Regions from separate parts of the Sus scrofa genome. Here region 1 is linked to region 2. A link is a contact called in public Hi-C data. All regions are on one chromosome and are shown on one strand. Each heading gives the region's core, a stretch centred on a gene start, on an enhancer-like site or on the middle of the called end of the contact. The rest is flanking DNA. Distances are from core to core; before and after follow the strand shown.

Region 1 (6,667 bases), core at 822-3,321, 110 kb before region 2:
CTGCCTAAACTTCTTGCTTGGCACCTGCAATCAGTGCTACACTTTTCTTCACCACAACCTGGTGTCAGTAAATTGGCTTTACTGCACATCGGCTAGCAACCCAAGTTTGGTTTAGTAACGAGGAAGCACTTGAATTGCGTTGCACCAGACTAGAAAATGGGGGAAGCTTATAAAGGCAAAAACCCACGAGATTACATAAGTTGTTTGTCAAGTATTAGAATTGGAGCTGGCAGAGTTCCCATTGTGGCTCAGCAGGTTAAGAACCTGATATAGTCTCCGTTGCCCCATAGGTCACAGATGTGGCTCGGGTCCAGTGTTACTGCGGCTGTGGCGTAGGCCTGAAGCTGCAGCTCCAATATGACCCCTAGCCCAAGAACTTTGGAAAAAAAAATTGAACCTGGCAAGAAGTAAGAGTGCTCTTTAAGCAAGGATTGGTTGGGGTTTGAAATGATTAATGAGTTGTGATGGGCAGGGGGACTTTGCAAGTTCCAGTTTGCAGCTAGCAGCTGCTGGCAGATAATACTTTGCAAATGCAATGCTGGTGGTGTCCTTGGGTTTGATACCGTTCAGAGAAAATTCACGTTCTCAAGGTTTCAGGGACATGTCTGAAACCGCATCTGCAATGGCCATCCAGCTCCATTTTGGACGCCTGAACCATAGTTACTCCGTTTTGATTTTTAAGTTATTTTATATACGTCGTCAAGAAACAGTATGGACTGACACCAGATGCAGGGACCTCGGTTCAAATGCGGCTCTCCCTTGAGAAGCAACTCAAGCTCCCTTAGCCTCCGTTAAATGAGGAGGGGGTAGCATCCACCTCCCTGGGTGGGTGTGATGGTCATGGTGGCTGGCGCTGAGTAGACTCCATAAAGGGAGCCAGTGTCACCTGCCAGTGACATTGTCAGCTTCCAGCATATAGCAGAGTATGTTTCTTTGTGAGGCAGTGACTTCCTTGTCACTGGGGGTTCAAGAAAGTCTGGTCAAACTATTCTATCCATGAGATGTCATGGAGAGGTGGCTTCATCCAGTTCAAAGAGGAAAGGAAAGGGAAGATGGTGGAGGAGGAAGCGCCAGGCTCTGTCTCCGGGCTGGAAAATGAATCGCACAGGCAGAATCGGGTTGCAGGAAGTATTCTGAAACTCTGGAGTCTACTGAAGGCTGGCACATCCAGGGGAAGGCTTAGAGGATAAATTGTGGTCCCTTTCGGTTAATTAAAAAAAATTTTTTTTTGAAATCAAAGTTTAGTTGATTTACAATGTTCTGTCAATTTCTGCTCTGTAGCAACGTGACCCAGACATACACACACACACACATACATACACACACATATATGTATATACTTATATATGCACATATATATACACAGACATTCAGATGCACAAACATATATATACATATATATATATGCACATATACACACACATATATTTACACATACACTATTTTGGTCAATTTCAATTTGAAGCTCTGTGGTCACCACCCATTCCCCACCCTGGTTTGATGACAGTCAGTCAGTGGTACATGTGCCCCTGGCATGGTTTGCACACAGACTTCGGGGGCCAGGATGGGCATTAAGGACTCCGTCTTTCAGATACTGGAGGTCTGCATTTGGATCCCCGGGCGCTGGCTCTAATCGCGGAGGTGCGGACTTGGAAGGGAAGGGGCTGGTAGCACCCCTCTGAGGACCAGCTGCCCTGACGCGCATGCTGTCTGGCTGAATCTGAGACTCCACAACGCTGACAGCACGGTCTGTCCAGATGCCTTTTCCAGCCAAGTCTTTCAAAGTCCCTTCTCTCTCTGGAGGATGCTGAGAATGAGAAGGAACCAGCAATGTCTGCGGAATGTCGTGTTCATTAACCCCCTGCCAGGGTCCCTTTGCTTCTATACCTGTAAGTGATACAGATGTCCCCAAATATGGCAGAGCTTGGTCTCAAGTGCTGCTGTGGTGTGGCCCACATCTGCCACTTGCACAGAGTGGCAATTCCAGTTACAGGGTTAAATGTCAAAGGCCCCAGAAGCCATAAGCAGCCACAAGATGGCAGCAGAGGACACATGCTGTCTAGTGGCCGGAAAAGGGCAGGGCCCACCCTTAAAGCTGTAAAGGCCTTGGTTTCCTTTCAGAAAGACAGATGAACTACTCTTCCCGTCCCCTTGGCTGTCACCAGCACTGGTGGCTGCTGCCACCCAGTGGACTCCATCAGTTTTTGGCTGGGATGGGCCTTCTGTAAGGATGCGGGCCCAAGCGCCCTCAGGGTTTCCTGGGAGCCTTCTCCAGAAGCCAAAGGCCGTCCCCGGGGAGTAATCCAGGGTGATGCCATGGATCCCTAAGGATATGGCCTTCATCTAGGAGCGCTCATCTGTGGGACCAGGCTTGATGTTCTGGAAAGTTCCATTTCCATTTTTTAAGACACATCTCTTTGCCTTTCCGACTTTGTCTTCAGCTCCTCCAGGGACCAATGCAGGATGGGGAACTCTCTGGACACAACAGTATCTTACAGTCCTCTCTAAGGCATTTGTCTCCACAGGCGCCCAAGATTAGGCCAGGAGCTGCTGTTTTGTTTTGTTTTGTTTTGTTTTAGGGCCACACCTGAGGCATATGGAAGTTCCCAGGCTAGGAGCTGAATCGGAGCTGCAGCTGCTGGCCTACACCACAGTCACAGCAACACGGGATCCAAGCCATGTCTGCAACTTACACCACAGCTCATGGCAATGCTGGATCCTTAACCCACTGGGCGAGGCCAGGGATCGAACCTACATCCTAATCAGGTTCATAACCTGCTGAGTGACAATGGGAACTCCCCAGGAACTGGTTTTTAGGTGGGGTTATTGCTGGGAGCCATGTCTCCTGCGAACCGGTACCCCAAGGGCAGACTCTGGGCAGAAGCCGCCTTCCGCAGCATAGCTCACAGTGTCAGAGAGCTGGCTGTCACCCAGATCCTTGGGGTCTTTGGGGCCCCAGCCTAGGTAGCCTGTGGGACCACCTGCAGCACACCTGCTACCCGGGTTCCCAGGTAAACCTGGCCTGAGGCTCTCCTGGTCACTTTGTACACAAGCTCAGCAAAATACCAGGTTAAGGCACATACGATCTTGTCTCCAAACAGCCCCACTGAGCCTGGGCTTCCTCCCTCGGTTGTGAGGGCTTCAGGGTCAGTTGCTTTTCTTGCACTGTCTCCGGAATCAGTCTTGGAACCTCCGTCCCCAGCGCTTCTAAGACGTGACTTGGTGGCTGGGGCCTGATCGCCTCAGGACTGTTCTGACGTCCCCAACCCCGCTTTGACGTTAGTCAGTCTCTCCGTGAGCTGCTGCCTGTCCCCTGCTCTTCGGAGAGCCTCTGCCTGTGAAAGCATCCGGGCGGTCACCTCCCGGGGGGGCACGTTGGTCCCTCGGCTCGGCTCCAGCGTGGGTGACACACCTTCAGATAGTAAGTGTGTTCAGATGTCCAAAGGATCTTCCGAGCGAGTGGACTTTTGACCCTTTGTGCCAAAGAGACGGAGGAAGAGGCACGAGCCAGGTCCCAGATGAAACACTGCCCAGATGTGTAACGCTGAGCTACAAGCAGACACAAAGTCAGCCGAGGCTGGGGCTGTAGGTGCAACAGCTGAATTTTGTTTGCTATAACCGACCATGGAAACATCCATTTGGGACTTCCGCTGGGGAAAAAGTGAGCTTCCAAGGTGGGAAGCCCCTGAGATTTGGGGCTTTCGTTCCAACAGCAACTGCATTACCCTCCTACGGACTCTGCTGCTTCGCAGGCTCAGGGACTTGTAAGAGATACATGTGCCGAGCTTCGTTTAGGAACGTCAGTAAGTATTTAGCAAACTGACTGAATTAATGGATTTGAACCGATGGCATTGAGCTATATCATCTGTCATATATACTCCTCCTCTTATATTCCGAGGTGCAAAGTTTATTTCAACGTTGGGCCAGTTTGGACACTGGGCCACTTATTGACCCTTTTACCACCCATCCACCGTCTGCAGGAAGGATTTAAGAAATGCCGGAGAAGCGCATTGGGGTCTAACTGCTTTGAGTTTAATGGCTGAGAAATGTGTGAGCATGAAGAATCCCTTGCTGTGTGTCAAGATGCAAATATACACAGTCTTTGGGCTCCACAGTGATGGTAGTTTGTAATGTGCTAAAGAAACCCTCTGGCGTTCCCATCGTGGCTGAGTGGTTAACAAATCCGACTAGGAACCATGAGGTTGCGGGTTCAATCCCTGGCCTCGCTCAGTGGGTTAAGGATCTGGCGTTGCCATGAACTGTGGTGTAGGTCGCAGATGCGGCTCAGATCTGGCGTTGCTGTGGCTGTGGCTTAGGCTGGCAGCTGTAGCTCCAATTAGACCCCTAGCCTGGGAACCTCCATATGTCGTGGGTGCAGCCCTAGACAAGTCACAAGACAGAAAAATAAATAAATAAATAAATAAAAAGAAAAAAGAAAAAGGACCTTTTTTCTGCCGGGCAAGCTCAGGTCTGTGGCCATCCTGGAGGCAGCTGGGTGGTCTTGTGGCTGTTTTTAATATTTTTTATGTTCCCCTGAAGCCCATCAATGCTTTAGAAATCAGAAGAGGAAAAGATTTCATACCTCCTAAAGACAGCAATCATTTGATGCCAAGATACTTTCTTATCCCTCTCCAGCTTCAGAATCACTCACCCTGCACCCACACCTCCCCGGGAGCCTCTGCGGCCTTTCCACCGCTCCTTCCTACCCTCTGCTTCCAAGAGCCGAGCCCAGCCAGGTTGAGAGCTGAAGTCTTTCAGAATTTTCTATATGCAGTTTTAGCTCCTGTTTTTTTTCCCCCAGATTCCTGCACTCACTCCTTTGCTGTCAGGCTTCATTTGGGATTGGGGTGTCACAAAAATATGAAAACCCTTTTCTCTTGGGGAAAGAATACTGTACCCAGACAAGGAGATCTGGGTGCAGCTGAAAGGATGGCATTTCGAGACTTTAGGGAAGTCTCTGAAGTCACTTTTCTCATCTTAATTTTAAGCATAAGTAAGCCACTTCTCATGTGCGGTTGAAAAATCTAATGTAAGAGTACACGACGAAAGCATAACAAGGACACGGTGCTGTGTGGAGGTGTGGTCTGATGATCGCTCAGGTAGAAAAGAGGTCGAAATACTCAAAAAGGAAGGAAAAAACCTCCTTAGATCCCAGCTGGTCCTCCAGGCTAAGATCACCACAAGGCGGCGACATACAGTCGCCGATGCTTCTGAAAACTGGTTCCAGGAGGCTCTGATCACACAAAGGGCTGAATTAACCTGAGCAGAACTCTGAACGATGACATTTTCTTTTTCTTTCTTTCTTTTCTTTCCCTTTTTTTTTTTTTTTTTTTTTTTTTTTTTGCCTTTTTGCCTTTTTGCCATTTCTTGGGCAGCTCCCGTGGCATATGGAGGTTCCCAGGCTAGGGGTCTAATTGGAGCTGTAGCCACCGGCCTACGCTAGAGCCATAGAAACACCAGATCCGAGCCCCATCTGTGACCCACACCACAGCTCACGGCAACGCTGGATCCTCAACCCACTGAGCAAGGCCAGGAACCGAACCCTCAACCCCATGGTTCCTAGTCGGATTCATTAACCACTGCGCCACGACGGGAACTCCTGAACCATGGCATTTCACTGTAAAAGCTGGTTGTTCTAAGTTGACGTCTAAGACAAAGTAAATCCCTGAATTCATTCCGGTGATTGTTTCAAGGAAGCTGAGGAAATGCGACTGACCCCTTTTCTGCGTTGAGATCATTTCAGGTTGAAAGGAGCGGGGAGCTAGTTATGGAACCAAACCTGGCCCCCAGCTGGCCAGCCTCAGAGTCTCTTCCCCAACCCAGCCCCCTCCCCCATCACACTCCGATGACAATGTCGCTCTTGGAGCCTGACTCCCCCATATTTGAAAGGCTGTGTCAGTTCTGAGGTCACAACCCGCATGGGCTGGGGCAGCATCCTTGCACCTGTTACATTACTCTCTCCCAGCCCCAGCGTGGGGGTTTTTACTTCTCTTTGGAAGCGGGCAGCTTGTGTGCTCTCAAGGATTTCTAACTGCTGGTCCCAAAGGGCCCCAAGCAGGGGAGAGGCGGGGAGATGAGGAGGAGGAGGAGAAAGAGCCTCAGGTTTGGAAGACAGACGTTTGAGGGGTACACAGGCCATTACGTTACTACTGTGCCTTGTCCAGAGACGCACACAACATGAAAGTAGTGAGTTATCTTTTTTATTCAGCGGACAGAACTGAGGACTTAAGCCCAGGACTCAACATTTCATATGGTTCTAGAGTTTCCATCGTGACTCAGTGGAAACAAATCTGACTAGCACCAATGAGGACGCAGGTTCAATCCCTGGCCTTGCTCAGTGGGTTAAGGATCCAGCGTTGCCTCGAGCTGTGGCATAGGTCACAGACACATCTCAGATCCTGTGTTGCTGTGGCTGTGGCGTAAGCCAGAGGCTACAGCTCTGATTCGACCCCTAGCCTGGGAACCTCCATATGCCGCAAATGCAGCCCTAAAAAGACAAAACAACAGCAACAACAACAAAAAACCCACTCAGATGGTTCGGAGAGACAGTTCCGTAGAGGAAAGGGGAGCAGCCGGACATACAGGAGTTTTTGCAGCAAGAGACCAGGTAGTAAGAACATCAAAGGATTAGTGTTAATCAGAGAAAACCAGACATCTCAAGTTAAGG
Region 2 (6,463 bases), core at 3,429-5,928:
CATTGAAGGAAACAAGGAACTCAGCCATAAAGATCCCAGGGAACAGAATTCTGGGCAGGAGGAACAGCCTTCGCAGTGGCCCTAGTGCCTGACATGTTCAAGAAGCAGTAGAGAAGCCAGTATGCCTGGACCAGAGTGAGCGAGGTGGACAGTGGACAGAAGAGAGATCAGAAAGGTAATGCTGATTGCCTGGACAGAGCTTCATAAGCTTCCACTGAGGGGGAATGGAGGAGCCACAGGGGATGCTGAGCAGAGGAGGCACACGACACTACTTAAGTTCCAAAGGATTTCTGCGACTTTGTCGAATATGGTCTGAAAGAGGGGAAAAGGCAGAGGAAGGTAGACCAGTAACCCAGACCAGTGCCCTCGTGATTAGGACCAGGGCAGTAGCAGTGGAGACAGCGAGAAGTGATAGATTCTGGTTTCATTGTCAATTTCCTAACTGGTAGGATTGTGGTGTTAGAGAAACCAAGAGTTAGTTAGTGATAATTCCAAGGTTTGAAGCTGGAGACCCTGGAGGGATAGAGCTGCCATGAACTGGGATGGAGAAGGCTTTGGGTTGAGGTGTATTGATCAGGAGATCAGTTTGGGGCACCCTGAGTTTTAAATGTCCGTCGGACACGCAAGTGAAGCTGTGAAACGAACGGGTAAGTATGTGAGTCCAGAGGACTCATGAGACTACATGAGATCAGCATTTGAAAGACAAAGCAGGAATTCCCGTCGTGGTGCTGTGGTTAGGGAACCACGAGGTTGCGGGTTCGATCCCTGGCCTTGCTCAGTGGGTTAAGGATCCGGTGTTGTCGTGAGCTGTGCTCAAATCCCGTGTTGCTGTGGCTCTGGTGTAGGCCGGCGGTTTACAGCTTCTATTAGACCCCTAGCCTGGGAACCTCCATGTGCCACAGGAGCAGCCCTAAAAAAAGGCAAAAAGACACACACACACACACACAGAAAGAAAGAAAGAAAGACAAAGGAAAGACAACCAAGGATTGAACCTCCAACATAAGAGGCTGGAAGAAGAAGCCAACCAGACTGGAATGCAGGACAGAAAGCAGAAGAATGGGTCATCCTGGAAGCCATGCCGAGAAAGTCTATTAAGCAGGAGGATGTGGCCAACTGTGTCAGATGCTCTTGATTGACCAACAAATAGGAAGACTGAGAACTAAGCATCTGAATTACCCCCAAGGAAGTCAGGTCAAGAACTATTTTAACTTCCAAACGTTAAAAGGGAGGGAGCCGTGTTTGCCTATGTTTCTGTTACTGATTTCTCGTGACTTTGGTCTTTATACCAGATAACGTATTTCGTGAATTTATCTGGAGGAAACGTTGGGGAATGACTACTGCCTCTATTTAAATATTTCTAAGTGTACCATTAAGAAAGTAATATCCCTAAATTTATCCTTCCATATTCTCGCCTTTCATCCCACTTCAAGACTAAGTATGTCTTCTCCCAGAATATTAAGCAAGCCTGTTTCTTACTAATTATCTGTAGGAATTGGAAGTTTCCTGCAACCATAATGTAAACTAGATGAGCAAATAAATTGAATGTTGAGGAGTTCCCATTGCGGCTCAGCAGACGCGAACCTGAATAGTATCTTTGAGGATGTGAGTTCGACCCCTGGCCACACTCAGAGGGTCAAGGATCCAGTGTTGCCATGAGCTGTGGTGTAGGTCGCAGACATGGCTCAGATCTGGCGTTGCTGTGGCTGTGGCGTAGGCTGGCAGCTACAGCTCCGATTGGACCCCTAGCCTGAGAACCTCTCTATGCTGCAGGTGCAGCCCTAAAAAGACAGAAAAAAAAAATAAAGAAAAAAGGCATTCTGTGACAGTCACTTGCAATTCCTTAGATCAGACTCTTGTACTCATTAAGACCTATTTATCATTGTTCTAATATCCAAATGCTATAGATATAAACTTGAAAATATATTAATAATATATTTAAAAAAGATTATCTGTTTTATATTTCCATTCTTTTGTTCAATAAGTACCGAATGCTTGCTGTACGCCAGGCAGGAAGGATCAGGCAGACTCTAAGGACAGGGCAGTTAACAACACACACACAGCCCACGACCTGTAATGATCTCAGGCCAAAGGGCACTACAGTCACTAAATAGGAGAGCCGCACAAACACGTGGATTGTGTGGTGGTTAAGGAGATAGATCACACTGGGATATTGTAAGCTTGTGTTAAGCGTGGGGAGTTTTGGAATTCCTTCTGTTAAATACCTATACCTTTGGAGTTCCTGCTGTGGTGCAGAGGGTTAAAAACCCAAATGCAGCAGCTCTGGTTGCTGCAGAGGGGCAGGTTCCATCCTAGGCCTGCTGCAGTGGGTTACAGGATCTGGTGTTGCCACAGCTAAGACACAGGTCACAGCTGTGGCTTGGATTCAGTCCCTGGCCCGGGAACTTCCATATGCTGTGGGTGCAGTAAAAAAATAAAATAAAATAAAAATAAAAATAAAAAATAAACAAACAAAAAACTGGTACCTTGATGACCATGCGATCCCCGGTTACTTTTGACCTCAAATTGTTCTCCTTTACGTACTAGGACCCAACAGTGTCCTTTTTCCCTTTTCTCAAACACATCAAGCTTGTTTCTAAAGTTTGTGGATGTAATACCAACATTCAAAACTTAAAACATTCCTATACACCTGCAACAATTAGAAAACATTTAAAATATATATATACTATATATTCCTCTAAATACTATATATTACATACTACATATTAAAGTTATATACCATGTATTATATCAAAGTAGGATATATGCGTCTATATGTACATATATGTGTGTCTATGTAAACACATACACACATATCTACATCTATATATCATATATATGTATAATATATGTATATATACATATCTCCTACTTTGATAAATGGCTTAAAACTACAGGAATGCAAAAATAAGAAATGTCGAGGCAGAAATTTAACAAAATATATGTAAGTCTTGTACTCTGAAAACAAAATATTGGTGAGAGACATTTTTAAATGCCTGAGAAAATAGAAAGATTTCCCATATTCATGGTTGAAAGGCTCAGTGTTAATATGGTAACTATCACTAAGATGTATTTATATGTTTATTAAATCACAGAATTCCAGCATGCTTTGTTAAAAATACTGAAAAGTTGATCCTTAAATTTATGTGAAAATACAAGCCAGCCGAAACAAGCAAAGGAAAAAATCTGGAGGACTTAGATTATGTGACCTCCAGACCTACGCAAATTGGAGTTCCTATTGTGGCTCAGTGGTAATGAACCGGACTAGGATCCATGAGGACATGGGTTCGTTCCCTGGCCTCACTCAGTGGGTTAAGGATCCGGTGTTGCCGTGAGCTGCGGTGTAGGTCGCAGATGCGGCTCGGATCCCATGTTGCTGTGACTGTGGTGTAGGCTGCCAGCCATAGCTCCGATTAGACCCCTAGCCTGGGAGCTGCCACATGCCGTGGGTGCAGCCTTAAAAAGTATTTTTAAAAACCCCAAAAACCAAAAAACAAAACCACTGAAAAGCTTGGTGATCTAGACAAACTTTGCACTTTAAAAGAACATGAAAAGGCGAGTCACCAAGTGAAAGAAGTTTCAGGATACATCTGACCAAGGACTTTTCTGCAGAATACATAAACCGCCTACAACTCAGTGAGAACAAAAACTTACCTAATTTTTTCTGCAGATTGGCAAAAGATTTGACTACATACTTCAATAAGACCATGAGACAATGTTCAACATTATTAGTCACGAGGGAAAAGCAATTCAAAACCATCATTACCACACAACTGCAAACCCACCAGAAGGGCTAACATGTAAAAGCCTGACAGTAAGAAGTTTAATAAGGATGCGTAACACCTAGAATATTCATACGCCAATGGTGAACATCAAAACCATACAATTACCTTGTAAAACAGTTTACCAGTTTCTTAAATAGCCAAACCACATGGCTCAGCTTCTAGACATTTACCCAAGAAAAACGAAACCACATGTCCACACAGTAACTTATATATTAAACTCCGTAGAGGATTTATTTACTCATAATGTTCAAAAAATGAATACAAAAAAAAAAGTGAATGCAAAACAAATGGATGGACAAATTGGGATATATACACACTATGGACTACTACTCAGCAATAAAAAGGAAGAAACTACTTTTTTTTTTTCATCTTTTTAGGGCTACACCTGAAGCATATGGAAATTCCCAGGCTAGGGGTTGAGCTGGAGCTGCAGCTGCCAACCTATGCCACAGCCACAGCAACAGCACCACAGGATCCGAGCCACATCTGCGACCTATACCACAGCTCGTGGCAGTGCTGGATCCTTAACCCACTGAGTAAGGCCAGGGATTGAACCTGCATCCTCATGGATACTAGTCAGGTTCATTACCGCTGAGCCACAGTGGGAACTCCCAGGGAAGAAACTATTAACATACACAAAAACGTGGGTGAATTACAAAAACATCCTGCCAAAACCATGAAAGAGGCCAAAGACAAAAAGAGCACATAGTCTATGACTCTGTTTACATAGATGTTTTAAAAAAGTAAACTGATATAACAGGAAGTAGAGACACATTATTGGGTGTTAGGACATCAGTTATTTAGACAATGTGGAAATGGTATAAACAGACCATAAACCAGGTTAGAGCCCAGAAATGAACTAGTAAACCTGATATGCTACAGAAGTGACACTACAAAGCCCTTGATATAGGATAGATGATTTGATAATTAGTACTCACACAACTGACTATCCATCCGTAGGAAAAAAAGTGAAATTAGGTTCCTACCTTAACACCACACACAAAGATACATTCCAAATAGGTAAAACACTTAATTTCAAGATACAAACGCCACAACCATAAAAGATAAATATGATCATATTAAAATCTTCAGTAAAACAAGGGACCCACTAAATAAAGTCAAGAGCCAAGGAGTTTCCCGGCGGCATGCGGGGTTAAGAACCTGCTGTCACTGCAGTAGCTCCAGTTTGATCCCTGGCCCTGGAACTTTCACATGCCATGGATGCAGTCCAAAAAAAAAAAAAGAAAAGAAGAAGAAAAGGAAAACAGTCAAACCACCTACTGGGAGAATATATTTGTAATTCACACAACTGACAAAAAAGTTAGAATCCTAAGTGTGTAAAGAAGAGAGGCAATTTAATACAAAAAAAAAAAAGGCAAAAGACAAAGAGGCATTTCACAGAAGAAATCAGAAGGACCCATATATGCATTTAAAAAATGATCAGTTGTGTTTGTAATCAGGGAAAGATTAAGCCCACAAAGAGACAGGCAAAACTGTTTGACAATTCCAAGTGACAGTGAGGAGGTACCAGAACAAGGAAATTCACGCTGCTTCTGTGAAAGGAAATTGATACCACAAATCTGGAGATCGGTGTGGCCATATGTTACGTGGCAGATATCATTGCTTCCCAAGCTACATAGATACACCTCCCCCTTAATTCCCTATTGGCAAAGCATGTTTCCTATCAGAGAGATTCCAAATACCAAATACTCACTTCGCCAGCCTCCTTTACAGTTTGGGGAGTCAAGTGACCCAATTCCGGCTAATGACATTCAAGGGAAAGCACGGAGGTAGCTGAGGGAGGGCTTCTTATTCCCTGAGAGTTCCCTTCGAGGCTCAGCAGTTAAAGAACTAGACTAGGATCCATGAGGATGCAGGTTCCATCCCTGGCCTCACCCAGTGGGTTAAGGATCCAGTGTTGCTGTGGCTGTGGTGTAGGCTGGCAGCTGTACTCTGATTCCACCCCCCCCCTCAGCTTGGGAACTTCCATATGCCACAGGTGCAGCCCTAAAAAGCAAAAAAAAAATTTTTTTTAAATGTTGTTCCCTGATGAAGAGACACATGAGGAGGGTCCTCTTGCCCATCCTCCTGCTCTCTGTTCCCAGATATCATTCTATGAGGATGTAATGGCTGGAGCAGCAGCAATCATCTTGTGACAAGAAGCTCAAGGACAGCTTGGAAGAGAAGCTCAAGGATGTATTATTATACGACACAGGGAATGCAGTCAATATTTTGTAAACACTTGGAAATGGAAAGTAACCTTTTAAATTGCATAAATGTTTTTAAATTTAAAAAATTGAATTAAAAAATGAAATTAAAAAAAGGAGCCCAAAGATAAAGGTCACCCCAGGGACATGGAAAAGTGAAAGATCCTAGGCCATCAGCGAGTGAGTTGCTGAACCTCCCCAAGGACCACCCCCCCTTCCGAGGTGTCTTATTACATGTGTCTACAAAAATCTCTTGTTTTAAACCACCTTCCGGTGAGTATTCTTTTACTTGCGGCCAAAAGCGCCTTAATTGGTCCACCCACCGGCGTGGGCTAAATTGCGTCCCCAAAGTCTCACTCCCTTAGGATGGGATCTTTTTTAGGAATGGGATCTTTGCCGATGATCAAGTTAGGATGAGGATGAGGGTGGCTCTTAAGCCCATAGGACCAGGGTCCTTAGAAAAAGGGGACATCT

Evidence for each region. A called contact is a pair of places that touch in the nucleus more often than the background predicts.
Region 1: a Hi-C map of omental adipose tissue shows a contact between it and region 2, with 3 times the contacts expected there. The contact joins two enhancer-like sites. A contact is called at or near these places in 1 of 5 promoter capture datasets (liver), 29 of 47 Hi-C or Micro-C datasets (alveolar macrophages, blood, brain and 15 more) and 1 of 2 datasets of contacts at active chromatin or transcription factors (skeletal muscle).

What each region holds. Positions count from the first base shown.
Region 1 is chr8:11,205,280-11,211,946 of Sscrofa11.1, reverse strand. No RefSeq gene overlaps it. Among named protein-coding and RNA genes, the nearest start is that of FGFBP1, 19 kb to the right of the region's middle. Within about 2 kb of position 2,071, at least 7 of the 83 cell types and tissues checked have an H3K27ac peak or open chromatin away from gene starts, as enhancers often do. A contact at or near this core is called in omental adipose tissue, where this site is marked.
Region 2 is chr8:11,101,051-11,107,513 of Sscrofa11.1, reverse strand. All of the region lies in intron 1 of CD38 (CD38 molecule), which reads right to left. Among named protein-coding and RNA genes, the nearest start is that of CD38, 21 kb to the right of the region's middle. Within about 2 kb of position 4,678, at least 2 of the 83 cell types and tissues checked have an H3K27ac peak or open chromatin away from gene starts, as enhancers often do. A contact at or near this core is called in omental adipose tissue, where this site is marked.